Regions from separate parts of the Mus musculus genome. Here region 2 is linked to region 1. Evidence: chromatin contacts called from public promoter capture Hi-C data. All regions are on one chromosome and are shown on one strand. The core of a region is the stretch at or near the end of the contact, and the rest is flanking DNA. Distances in the headings are between cores, read along the strand shown. Region 1 overlaps Cars (cysteinyl-tRNA synthetase). Region 2 holds the start of Mrgprg (MAS-related GPR, member G).

Region 1 (6,439 bases), core at 2,366-4,865:
TTGGTGGGGGGTGGAGAGAGAGAGAGAGAAAGAGAGAGATTGTGTGTGTGTGAGTGTGTGTGTGTGTGTTTGTTCTGGGATGGCTGGCTGAAGATCTCTCTCCATCATAGCCTGTCCTGGGTAGCTGATGAGGCCAGGCCCTGTCACATGTCACAAGTGCAATACTTGCTGATGGCAGTAACTCTGGTTGCTGGGCTCCAGAGAGCTGTGCTGGAGCATCAGGCCTGACTGTTGCTTCCATTCCTCTTCCTTACTCAGCTTCTATGGCAAGAAGACCGCAGTTCACGAAGCCTTGTGTGATAACATTGACACCCGGACTGTCATGGAAGAGATGCGGGCTTTGGTCAGTCAGTGCAACCTCTACATGGCAGCCAGGAAGGCTGAACGGAGGAGGCCCAACCGGGCTCTGCTGGAGAACATTGCCATGTACCTCACCCACATGCTGAAGGTGAGCCTGGCGATAGGGCCATGATGGAACTTAGCTCCTGAGTGATACTTGGAAGCTACCACGTGCTAACCAGAGTAGTCATCCTGGTTGGAGGCCTCCCTGAAGTGTGAGTAGATCCTCAGAGCCACCTATAATCACAGCTGTTGGTCATTGCTCTTCTCCCATCTTGGAGTTTGAAAGCAAAAGCCAGTGAGTGACAAGGCCTTGGCTCTGAGCACATCTGTGCAGAGCAGTTCTGGCTCCAGGCCACCATGCCCCAGAGCAGCTCTTCCCTCCTAGGCCAGTGGGACTTTCCCTGCCTCCTCTACCTGTCCTTGTTATGGACCTTCAGGGAAGTGCACCATGGATAGATGCAGGTACCCTGGGATAGGGTTAAAGGACTTGATGTTGCTCTTTCCTGCCTCAGACAGTTGGGACCACCCACCTGGCTCCCTGTCCCCAGAGAAGTCAGGACAGTTCATGAGCTACTGGTCATTGGTGACACCTCACCTCTGTATATATCCTGTGCGTTCTACACTCAGTTTGAGTCCTATCTGTTTTTTTCCTCAGATCTTTGGGGCCATAGAGGAGGAGAGCCCCCTGGGGTTCCCAGTTGGTGGGCCTGGAACCAACCTGAACGTAAGTAGAGCACACTGAAAGGATTCTCACGTGTCAGCTGATGCCGCCATCTTTATGCCTTGAAGCCACCTAGGCCCTTTCACAGTAGCTCCTCCTTACATCTCCATGCCTGCTTGCGTGTATGTAGAGAGGTCAGAGGTCAGCCTCCGAAGCCTCCTACTTTGTTTTTTTTTTTTGTTGTTGTTGTTTTTTTTTTTTTTTTTTGAGACAGGGTTTCTCTGTGTAGCCCTGGCTGTCCTGGAACTCACTTTGTAGACTAGGCTGGCCTCGAACTCAGAAATCCGCCTGCCTCTGCCTCCCGAGTGCTGGGACTAAAGGCGTGCGCCACCACACCCGGCTCCTACTTTGTTTTTTAAGGTGGATTTCTCATTGACCTAGGACTCTAATTAGGCTAGGCTGGCTAGCCATCAAGCGCCAGTGATACCTGTCCCTGCCCAGCACTGGGATCATAAGTGGCATGTCCTGTCACCCTGGCTTTTTTATGTTAGGGATCAAACTCAGGTCCTCATGCTTGTCCAGTAGCACTTTACCAACAGCTCTCTCCTCAGTCCCCCTCTATAAGTTTTAAGTCACCTCTAGGTTGTATATAACCCCCCCATGTTATAACTGTTGTGCAGATGGTTACATTGTGGGGTTTAGGGAATGACAGTACATGTTCAGTGCAAACACACAATTTCTTTTTCCTCGAAATACTTCAACCTGAGTGTCTTAGTTAGGGTTTCTATTTCTGTAAAGAGACAACATATAAAGGAAAATATTTAATTTGAGGCTGGCTTACAGTTTCAAAGGTTTGTCCATTATGGTCATCTCAGGAAAGCATGGCTGTGTGCAGGCAGAGAAGGGGCTGAAGCTCTACATCTTGATCCACAGACAGCAGAAGGGACTGTGAGCCACACTGGGCATAGGTTAAGCATAGGAGATTTCAAAACCTTCCCCCACAGTGACACACATCCTCCAAAGGTCACATCTCCTAATAGTGCCACTCCCTATGGGTAAGCATTCAAACACATGAATGAAGCCATGTTAGTGATTCCTATTCAAACCACCTCACTGAGAATTTGGAGTGTGGGCACCCTAATCAGTGGACTTTTTTCCCTAAAGGTCATGTGTTCACATACCACAATGCTATCCTAGGGGAACTCCCACTATTTGTCTTTTCCCCACAGAGCTGGGCAGAACCTCATGTCAGGCCAGGTTCAGCCCCTGTTCTAGCAGCCAGTGCCAAGAAAATGGAAAGTGGTGGTCTCATAGAGCATCTGTGTACCAGTCTAAGCATGCAAAGAAGCCCAGTTAGAACAGACCCACGGTCCGCAGCTGACTTCAGTACTTGTAGGTCTAGTGGGCTGATGGACACATATGACAGTTATGTTCCTGTGCTACATAAGGAAAGCTTGTTTAAGATTCCCGCCCCCTTCTTCTGCAGAGAGCACTCTTTAATTAAGAAACTAAGAAAGTGTATATAAATATTTAGATGGAGCGTCTGCTGTGCTAATGCAAACAGTAGCTCAGTACAAATGGAAAGACAAAGCTGTCTCAGAGCTGCTTCCTACTGATGAGCAACCCCAGAGGCCCCCTCCTCCACACTGGGCTGTCAAGTCTAAGCCAGCTCAGCGCAGTGAAGGAAGAAACTGTCAGTGAGAACTGTTGGTGTGGTGGCTTCTAGACTTTGCCAGATAGGAATCACTGCTGGGGCTTTTTAAAAATCCACACAAGGTTCCTCTGTCCTCCTAACAAAAACTCTGCCAGCTTTCTTTTTTTCTTTCTTTTTAAACATTTTATTTTTAATTGTGTGTATCTGGGGGGAGGGGTATTTGCAGTGAATGCAGGTGACCTCAGAAGAAGGTATCAGATTCCCTGGAGCTGGAGTTACAGGTGATTGTGAGTCACCTGATATAGATGCTAGGAACTGAATTTGGATCCTCTACAAAGCCACCAAGTGTTGAGCCATCTCTCCAGCACTCCCTCTTTTTTTTGAAAACACACACACACACACAAAAACAAGACAGAACTCATAGGTGAAAGTTGTTTTGCCTTTGAACTTAAAGGTAGCTTTTAGTCTTCAGCAATGCTGATCTTGGGGAGGCATCTTAAGATATATCATATCCTGCATCCCCAGATGGGTTCATTAACCCCTTAAAGTTGGCTTGTAGGAAGAAGCAGCCACAAATGAACATGGTAAGCCTGTGAGGCCAAGTATCCTCTATCCCACGACTCCCATACTTTGAAGTTAAAAGGTTCTGTGGGAACCAGAGAGGCAGACCTGAGCCTGAACCTCTTGTGCCCAGGTAGAAGCTGGGCAGCAGGATTTCAGCCCCAGGACTCTTGGAGATAGACTCTGCCCTCTACCAGGGAGCCTCCTTGAGTACTGGAAGCCAAGGTTGGCTGTATGGTGACTAGCCTATTTAAGCTGTCCATAAGGGTTGGAGATAAGATCTAGTTCACTCTGGAAGTCCAGAGCCTCTGCTGCTTTGAGACAGTTTCCCTTCAGTTTGTCTGGAGGAGGGCCAGGCCTAGTTAGCTCAGACTTCATCGGTCTCTTATCTTCTAGCCAATGCTTCTCCCACTTCCTTATCTTGGCTCTCCAGCTACTGTGTAACTGAGACATAGGAAGACCCTATTCAGAAGTCCCAGACATTTTCGGTCCGGGAGATAGAGAAATACACTGTAAGATAGTTCTAGATTCAGACTCCTGTTTGGGTCTTGCCCAGTGTGGTTTTGGGTTCCCTGGCTTTATTCTTAGTGTCATTGTAGGTGGTGACCCTTTGTTCAGCTATTCATGTGCATGTAAGTTATAAGATGACTTAGCAGGCCCACATGTGACCACAAGCAGTCAGTGCATCCTGACAGCCCATTGAAAATGGTGGTATGGACAAGTTTCTGACAACTGTGTCTGTTCTGAGGAAAACACATCGTGTCAGCAACGGACAGAATAGTGTCTGCCGAAGTGTATCCTATTGGAAGCCCAAATGTACCTTTTGCTCCCTGACCCACATCACCTATATTAGGTACTTGGAGCTAAGGTTGACGGTGTGATGGCTAGCTTCTTCAGGCTGTCCAAGAAGGGTGGAGATAGGGCCTGGCTGCACTCCAGCACATGCTGCTCCCATACCACTTGGCATGAAGAGGACCTGTTGGCTTCAGGACATGGGGTCCAGCAGCATGTATCCTGTGGCATATCCACTGAACTGTTGGGTATTCAGTTATAAAACAGCAATGGCTCTTGTGACTCAAATCCGTTCTTTCCAACAGCTCGAGTCAACAGTCATGCCCTACCTTCAGGTGTTATCAGAATTCAGAGAGGGAGTACGAAAGATTGCCCGAGAGAAAAAAGGTAAGGCCCCATGCTGTGCGCCCCACCTTCTGCTGGGTTACCTGTGGTGGCTGTCAGTGGTGTGTAGGCGTATAAACCCCATGCCAAACTGGACCTCCCCTATTCCTCAGGACTTTCAGGGCAGCATTGTATTGGGTCAGAGTTACTTTTGACACATCTCAGGCAGAACTTTTCCTTGGGCCGAGGGCCAGGTGTCTGCGCAGCTCTTGTTCTGATAGAGGCCAGAGAGAGGGCCCTATGCACAGCCAGCATGCCCTTTGGTTTGCACTGTATCTCCTTTCTGTTCCTGGTCACCTAGGCTTGAGACACTGGAGAGTGGCTTGTCCTGCTGAAGTCTGAGGGTGCTTGGAGAAGCTCCTTCTGGGGCCAGAGCTAGAGTCATGCTCTACTTTGTGCATGGTGGTGCCAGGTTGCCTGTGCACACCAGTTCTTCATCCTCCAAAGTTAGGAGGTGTATGATTTGAGAGAGAGAGGATTACTCAGGGTGTGGAGAAAGACACCATGATTTGTGCCAGGTGGTTCTGGGGAATCAGCTGCTGCTATCACAGGTATCCTCAGGAGGCACTCTGTCTTGGAGGGGAGCCCACAGACTGCAGATGTCCATATTTCTAAGCAGAGTTTGCTTCTTAAGGAGATCCTGCGAACACCTGCAGTGCTGTGAGGTTGTGGCTATGGAGGAGCTAGCCTGATGCCCTTGGGTATGTTTCCTTCAGGGAAAGCAGAGCTTTTATGTCCAGAAAAAAAAAATCTGGGGTAAAACAAAACCAAAAACTATCAATGATCAAAACCTTTAGGACTCTTAGTTCCTAAATGCAAGGGGAATTGGAGTCTCAGTCTGAGCAGTTGAGAATCTGTGTTGTATCTGCTGTGGACCATGGTGCTGGCGTAGCTTTCCAGAATCTATCCCTTTACCCTCCACAGAGAAGGGTAACACAGCTGGTCATAATAAGTACTAGCACCAACAGAGAAACCGACTCAGAGGTTAGGAATGTGCTAGCTTTCAGAGACTGGTCACACCCGCAGTCCTCTGATTCCTACCTGCTCTGTTGGCTCGGTTCAGCATCCCTGTCTCCTGCTCTCCTGTGTGCTCTCGCTCAGCCTTGGGGCAGCCACTTCTTGTGGTGACAAGGCCAGGTCTGACCAAGCTAACCAAGCTCCCTGCCAAGTGACCCTTCCATATCCACACCTGTGGTCAGACCAGACTGACATCTCCAAGTGAGATAGGCAGCAACTGGGGGACCACTCAAGCCACCAGACCCAGTCTGAACCCCAGAGACCCTCCAGTCCGACTATATTCTGATTTAGCGGGGCATTCAGAGCTGATTGGGGGCAAGGTGGGCATCTTGCTGAGCAACCAAGGAGTTCTTAGCCCTCAGACATATGAACAAGACTGCTGAGGTGGGCCTGTGGCAAGTGTGTGAGGTGACAATGTTAGGAAAGGGATAACCTCTTCAGGACATCAATATGACTCAGGCAGAGTCACTGAATAAGTATATCATTGGTCTGGGGACATGCTTAAAGGGACATGGCCTCCGTGCTGAGCCAGGTTGGCAATGACCATAGCTTTGGGTATTATGGAGCCTTGTCATTATGGTACAAAGTTTGTCTGTACCAGGCTCTGGACAGCTGACTTCTCCCTGCTCAGCATCTCTAGGGGCAGTCCACAGAATGTTATCAGACAGGTCCTGGCTCCCAACCACTAGTCTGCAGTGCTAGAACAGCCAATTGTCCTTCTTGGACCCTAGGTGCTTGCCACGAGGGTGGCTGTGAGCCTGTGCTCTGCCTTGGACTTGTGTGGCAGTGGTGGCATGGGTAGCTTCCTGGCTTCCCTGGCTTCTCTCCATATCCAGCAGCCAGCACCCACTCAGCAGCCCTGTAGGAAGCACAGGTTTGGGACCTAGGCCTTCTGCAGTCTAAAGGAGCTGCTTTCTCTTGCCCACAGTTCTTGAGGTTCTACAGCTCAGTGATGCCCTCCGGGATGACATCCTGCCTGAGCTTGGGGTCCGGTTTGAAGACCATGAAGGTAGGTGATTTCCTTACAC
Region 2 (6,090 bases), core at 2,652-5,151, 200 kb before region 1:
GTTATTATTTATGGCTGGGGACTACTGCCCAGTACAGCCTGACTCAGTTCCTCATGATCTGAGGCTTTGCTCAACAGGGACCACACACACACACACAAACACACATACCACATTCACACACACACATCCCACACACACTCTCACATACACACTCACTCACTCACACCACACACACACTCTCACACACAACACACTCACACCCCCACACCCCCCCACTCTCACACACATACTCACTCACACCACACACATACTCTCACACACAACACACTCACTCACACACACCACATACACATTCTCTCTCTCTCTCTCTCTCTCTCTCTCTCTCTCTCTCTCTCTCACACACACACACACACACACACACACACACTGTGCCTACAGAACTCCCTCTTCCCCAGACCTCTCTGTTCATGCTCAGCTCACTTCCCCACAAACTCCAACCCTATATCTGGAAACCCCATCCTCTCTGACCCATTCCTTATCTCTTAAGAGTTGGGGTATGTTGGAACAAACCTCAAACAAACTCTTCCAGACCCTGACCAAGGCCCTGTATTGAAACTCCAACTCCTTCCCCTTCACTGCCATTGCCAAACTCAGTTACTCTCTATGACCCTCATCCCCATAGCCAGGACAAGGCAGTTTCTAAAGACAAACGACCTTATCTTGAACAAACAAGTCCAGGAGAGAGAGACTGCAGGCTTGCAGGTAGCCCCAGCAGGTGCATTCCCCAAACCTCCTATATAAACCCCAAGTACCCTCTTCCTGTTTGGCAGACACCCCTTTCCCATCGTATTTGCCTTGATGTTTGAAATAAACACTCCTCTCTGTTGAGACTAACTGGTCTCTTTTCTTCACTTCCCCCACCCCTGCCATCTTCTTAAGCTGCCTCAGAAATCTAACATCAATATTGTTAGAAATAGGTCCAGGGTCCGAAGGAATTGCCACATGATCCAATTCAAAGCATTTGCAAGACAAAAGCTTTACTCCTGCTGAAGGGAACACGCATGCCCAGTTGGGTCCCCTGTGTTTTTACTCCTGAGGTTTTGAGCAGAGTACAACCTTGAGTTCAAAAGTGCTGAGCCTGCAGGAGTCTCAACTTCTGCCATGTGATTTCTTTACAAATTTTTAAGGGAAATGTGGTCTCATGTAATCCTTGGATAGAAAAAAAAATTGTACATTTTGTTTACTCTTCCCACAGTATTACTCAATGGCAATGACAAGGCCAGCCACAGATCACCACTCGCCTAGGACACTGTGTAACAAGTCACATGATTTATACTGAACCAAAATAAACAAACCAACCAAAGGACAACAGTAACAACAGAAACCCCACCAGGACCAACTGGGTCAGTGGAGGAGTTGGAAAGGTTTGGGGGCAGTCTCCAAGATTTTCTGCTTGCTGAGGGATCTAAGAAGCATCTGCCCCTGGGGAGCCAAGGAGTTTATTTGGCTTATGCATAGGCCAGGCTGGAAGTTCTACACCCAGCACGCCCTCCCCACAGCTTGTACTCTGCGCAGAAATGTATACAAATTGCTGAGGGTGAGGTGGCCGTATACATAGGTAAGGTTCCCATGACCCTCCCCCGTTTTTCTTTCTATGAGGGAACTTCTAAATTAACAAGTCCATCTGGAGTGATCTTCTTCAAACAGATACAGCTGCACTCATAAAGATGGCAGCGGTTTGGCTCAAAGGACGGGAAGGTAGTGCTGTTCAACAGGAGTCGGCAACGCGGTTCAGTGGGTATTGCCACCAAGGCTGACAACCTGAGTCCAATTTCTAGAACCAATATGGTGGAAGGAGAGAACTGACTCCCACAAGTGAGCTTCTGACCTCAGTGCACACACACACACACACACACACACACACACACACACACAACTGTAATTTAAAATTGGGGAGGGGGAGAAATTGAGACATTTGGGCCACATGACTCAGGGATGATTCCAGGTATAAGGTCCCAGTCAACAGGCAGCACTGTGATGGGGTCAGAGGGGGGAGGGGTCCAGGCTTAATCACACGAGGACACTGACCTTAGCTTCTCTGGGGACCTCCTGGGTGGTCTCAGAGGCTTAGCAGTTTGCCACTTACACCAAACAGGAACTAATGGTCTCACAGAACAAACAGGTAGCCTGGTGACCTCAGCACACTAGGGATAGGACACACTGGGGTTTACATGGGGACAGGGGAAGGTTGTCCCCATTCTGACACCCAGGACGAGTCTGTTCTCCCTTTAGTTGGTTCAATCACGAAACCTCAGTGCTAGGAGCTAAACTCAGGTCTTCCAGAAGAGCAGGGAGACCTTCGGCTCCTGAGCCATCTGTCTAGCCCAGGGCTTGAGGTGTTAAATCACACATGTACTTTTGGTCATATTCACACAGCAGCTGTTAGAGACAGACCACAGGCCATATCTTATCAGATCAGAACGTCAATTCTGTGTCACATTCGAAAACCAATATCAAAGTCCTGTCCAATCCTACACTGTCACAGGAGAGGTGCCAAGTGCTTGGTTGTCTCCCTGCTGCCTGCTTCGGTGGTGCACAGACTCTCCAGCTGCTGTGGACTCCTCTAGATCACCTCACAGTACCGGCACACTATGACAATTATATTAATCCTTGAGGGCAAAGCCCTGAAGAAGAACAACAACAAAGGCCTACCAGAACAATGAAAAGTTGGGGAGATTTGGGGCTGCACAGTGCTTGTGTGTGTTGTAAGGGTGCATCCCACAGAGGACAGAGTATGGATCTGGCTTGACATGATGGCAGCCATCTTGAGCCACAGCTGTCTGAGTCACCATAAGATGGGTTTTCCTGCATATTTACTTAGCTAACCATAACACAGAGCCTTGAAAGCACATGCGTACTGGATGACTTGGAGGGTGCGCCTGGCTTTTGATGGAATCTGAAGATAAACCAGAGACCTTCAGGCATGAGAGCATGCTTTGGTCTTTATCCACCCAACGTCTGGGTGCCCAGCTCCCCAGGACCTTCCTCTGCCAGTGAGTCTCCAGAATATCTCACTGTGCAGTCCTAGCTCTATTGGACTCTCCCTATTCCCTTCCAACTGCTGTGTGAGTTTATGTGCACATGTGTGTAGGTGCATGCACATCTGTGCAGGTGTATGTGCTGCCTAAAGATCAGCACTGAGTGTGTGTCTTCTTAATTACCCTACACATTAAAAAACATTTTAAAGTCCATGCTGTTGTTGTTTTGAGACAACATCTCACAATACCATCCTGGTTGACCTGGAAACTCTGTGCAGACTTGCAGAAATCTGTCTGCCTCTGCCTCCCAAGTGCTGGGATTAAAGGTGTGGGCCACAACCTCTGGCTTAAATATGTTTTTAAGTTTATCTGTGTGTGTGCACAAATGTGCCACCACATGTGTCCAGATCAGAGGGAAACTTTTAGGAATCAATTTTCTTCTTTTATGGGGATCCCTGGAATTGAACTTAGGTTGTCAGGCTTGGGTGTGGCAAGAACCTTTACCCACTGAGCCCTCTCACTGGCCCAATACCTTATTTTTTAAAGATAAGACTTTGCAGCAAATGTAGTGATTGGCATAGCCAGCTGAATATCAAGTCCCATGAGTCCTCTGGTCTCCATCTCTCAGTACTGGGGTCACAAGCATGCACCATGATGCCCAACTTTTATTAAAGGTGCAGGGGATCCAAACTCAAATTCTCATACCTGCATAGCGAGAACTTTACTGACTGATCCATCTTTACAGATGTCATCTCTTCCTTTGGTCCCGAGCACCTAAGGCCAGGGACCATTCCAGAATGGGCGGCGTGCAAGGCTCTCTGTTTTCATCTCCCAGATGAAAAGGAGGAGCCTCCCACACTGACAGCTCTGTTTGAGCTCATTCCTTTGATTTCCGTGAAAAGGTGACACACCCACCCCACTTCTAGGGAACTGGCAGGAGCCAGCCTCAGAGGACAGAAGGGGATTTAGGGGCCAGGAGGAGATCAAGACAACAAGTGTGGGCTGAGCGAGCTGGAGACAGCCACTGTCAGCAGGCGGTCATCAGGTGAGAAGGTTAATATGCCCCTCTACCTGCTTCCCTAAGCAAGAAGCACCCCTTCTCTTACCCTCTACATCACTTGCCTGCCTGGCTCTCAGGGGGGTGCTGGTGGCTCTGAGGATGTCCTCTAAAAGGGACCTTATGGGGAAGGCAGTTAAGGGAGCCTTGGAAGCTGAGGCTCAGGCTTGAAACTCATTGCTCCAGGTCCATTGGAGAACAAGGATGAGGAAGATGCCCCACCCCACCTACCGCATCCCCTTTCAGATCTAGCCTTGGCTCCACCAGCCAGAATCCACACAGGAGTAGATGTCTGGATTTACACCCTTGGGGGCTCACAGAGGGGAAGAGTCTTGCCTCTGTCACCACTCTGATGCGTGAAGGTTCAGTCCTTAATTTCAAGGTCCTGAGGACCTGTACTCTGACCTTGACAGCTGAACTGGTAGGTTGAATCACCATCTCCCACAGGTGCTAGGAAGGATGCTTGGTGATGAGATGGTGGGTGATACTCATCAGGACACTGCAGAAGGTTTGGCCCTGTGAGAGGAAGCAGGGTCTGATGGAGGCTGGGTCTCAGTGAGTACAGAGATAGCTAGGGTTCTGGGTAGGGGACACAGCCCAGACCAGGAATGAGGGTCATACGTAAAGTACACAATATACATCTCTTTCCATCTTTGACTATGTTTTCCCATGTCTGTCCCTTCCTCTTTATCTCTACCTCTATTCTCTATTTCTCTCTGTGTCTGTCTGTCCATCTCTCTTCTCCACTCCATTACCCCCCAGCCCTGGTCTATCTTTTCCTATTGCTGTTCCTCCCTGGCAGTCCCTGTCCCCAGAGCCTGGGTCCTCATACCCTGGATCTTGGACAAGGTCCATCATGGGCTCTGTGGAAAAAGGTACTGCTCTGAAACACTCGCCTCCATGAGGGTACCAGAAACTCTCCTGCTTGCTCCCTAAGAAGATTTGGGGCCCTGAGACCCATCATCAAAGTCCCAGACTCTGACATGAAGCTTCAGAGTTAGCCACAGTTCCTCAGGACCCTGGGCTTTAATGTCGCGCTCTAAAAGGACAGTGTGGGGAAAGTCCCCTGAAGCCTCACCTAGCACAGAATGGAGTGTCCTGGGTCAGAGCAGGCACTATCAGAGACCCTGGGGTGGGTGTGATCAGAGCCTTAGAGAAAGCATTCTCACATTGGTACTACAGTTAAAAAGAAAGGGGAGTCTCTCCACCTGTGGCCCCTTTGTCTGAATGTGGTGGGCCTCTGCATGGGGACACCTCATTCAGGATGGGTTGTCTAACCAGGATGAGGGCAGAGAGAGCTGCTTCCAAGCAAAGCAGCTGTGAGGGGGTAACCTGGTATCACATGCAGCCAGGAAGGGGCTTGAGACAACTCGGACTCTGGAAGCTGCAGGCTCTTGCTTTCCACACTCGGGGCACAGCAGCTTCGTAGTGAACACTGTCACCCTTTGCAGGGGCCTCCCAGAGCACCCACGGAAGCCAGCCAGGATGTTCTCCATATTCAACATCTGGGGCACATTCAACAAAGTGCTCTTCTTCCTCAGCCTCACTGTCAGCCTTGCAGGGCTGGTGGGCAACGCTCTGCTGCTCTGGCACCTCGGTCTGCACATTAAGAAGGGACCCTTCAACACCTACCTGCTGCACCTGGCTGCTGCCGATTTCCTCTTCCTCTCATGCCAAGTTGGCTTCTCTATTGCTACGATCGTGTCGGGCCATGAGGACACACTCTACTTCCCAGTCACCTTCCTGTGGTTTGCCGTGGGGCTCTGGCTGCTGGCTGCCTTCAGTGTGGACTGTTGCCTCGCCTACATGTTCCCCTCCTTTTGCAGCCCCAACCGCCGTCCCAGGTTCACTTCAGTTGTCCTCTGCCTCGTGATCTGGGCCCTGACCATGCCGGCCGTGCTGTTGCCAGCCAACGCCTGTGGGCTGCTAAAAAACGGAATGAGTCTGCTGGTCTGCCTCAAGTACCATTGGACCAGTGTCACCTGGCTAGCGGTACTGTCTGGCATGGCATGTGGGGCAAGCAAGTTTCTCTTAATCTTTGGGAACTGCTGCTCT

The links. Promoter capture Hi-C pulls out the DNA fragments that hold promoters and counts their contacts.
Region 2: a promoter capture Hi-C map of the HPC-7 cell line shows a contact between it and region 1. The contact joins the promoter of Mrgprg here to the enhancer-like site in region 1. A contact is called at or near these places in 24 of 39 promoter capture datasets (the 3T3-L1 cell line, 3T3-L1-derived adipocytes, the C10 cell line and 15 more), 1 of 15 datasets of contacts at CTCF or cohesin (large pre-B cells), 11 of 484 Hi-C or Micro-C datasets (CD8 T cells, bone marrow-derived macrophages, embryonic fibroblasts and 6 more), 9 of 115 datasets of contacts at active chromatin or transcription factors (the 230-238 cell line, the SCID.adh cell line, bone marrow-derived macrophages and 6 more) and 5 of 9 other capture datasets (adipose tissue, embryonic stem cells, liver and 2 more).

What each region holds. Positions count from the first base shown.
Region 1 is chr7:143,562,942-143,569,380 of GRCm38.p6, reverse strand. Cars (cysteinyl-tRNA synthetase) reads left to right here. Exons shown (of 23, transcript NM_013742.5): 16 at 259-448; 17 at 998-1,066; 18 at 4,316-4,397; 19 at 6,340-6,420. Among named protein-coding and RNA genes, the nearest start is that of Mir7064, 4.6 kb to the left of the region's middle. Within about 2 kb of position 3,615, at least 32 of the 459 cell types and tissues checked have an H3K27ac peak or open chromatin away from gene starts, as enhancers often do. A contact at or near this core is called in the HPC-7 cell line, embryonic fibroblasts, hematopoietic stem and progenitor cells and 1 more, where this site is marked.
Region 2 is chr7:143,764,804-143,770,893 of GRCm38.p6, reverse strand. Mrgprg (MAS-related GPR, member G) reads left to right here and starts at 3,901. Exons shown (of 2, transcript NM_203492.2): 1 at 3,901-4,023; 2 at 5,487-6,090. The coding sequence starts at 5,521.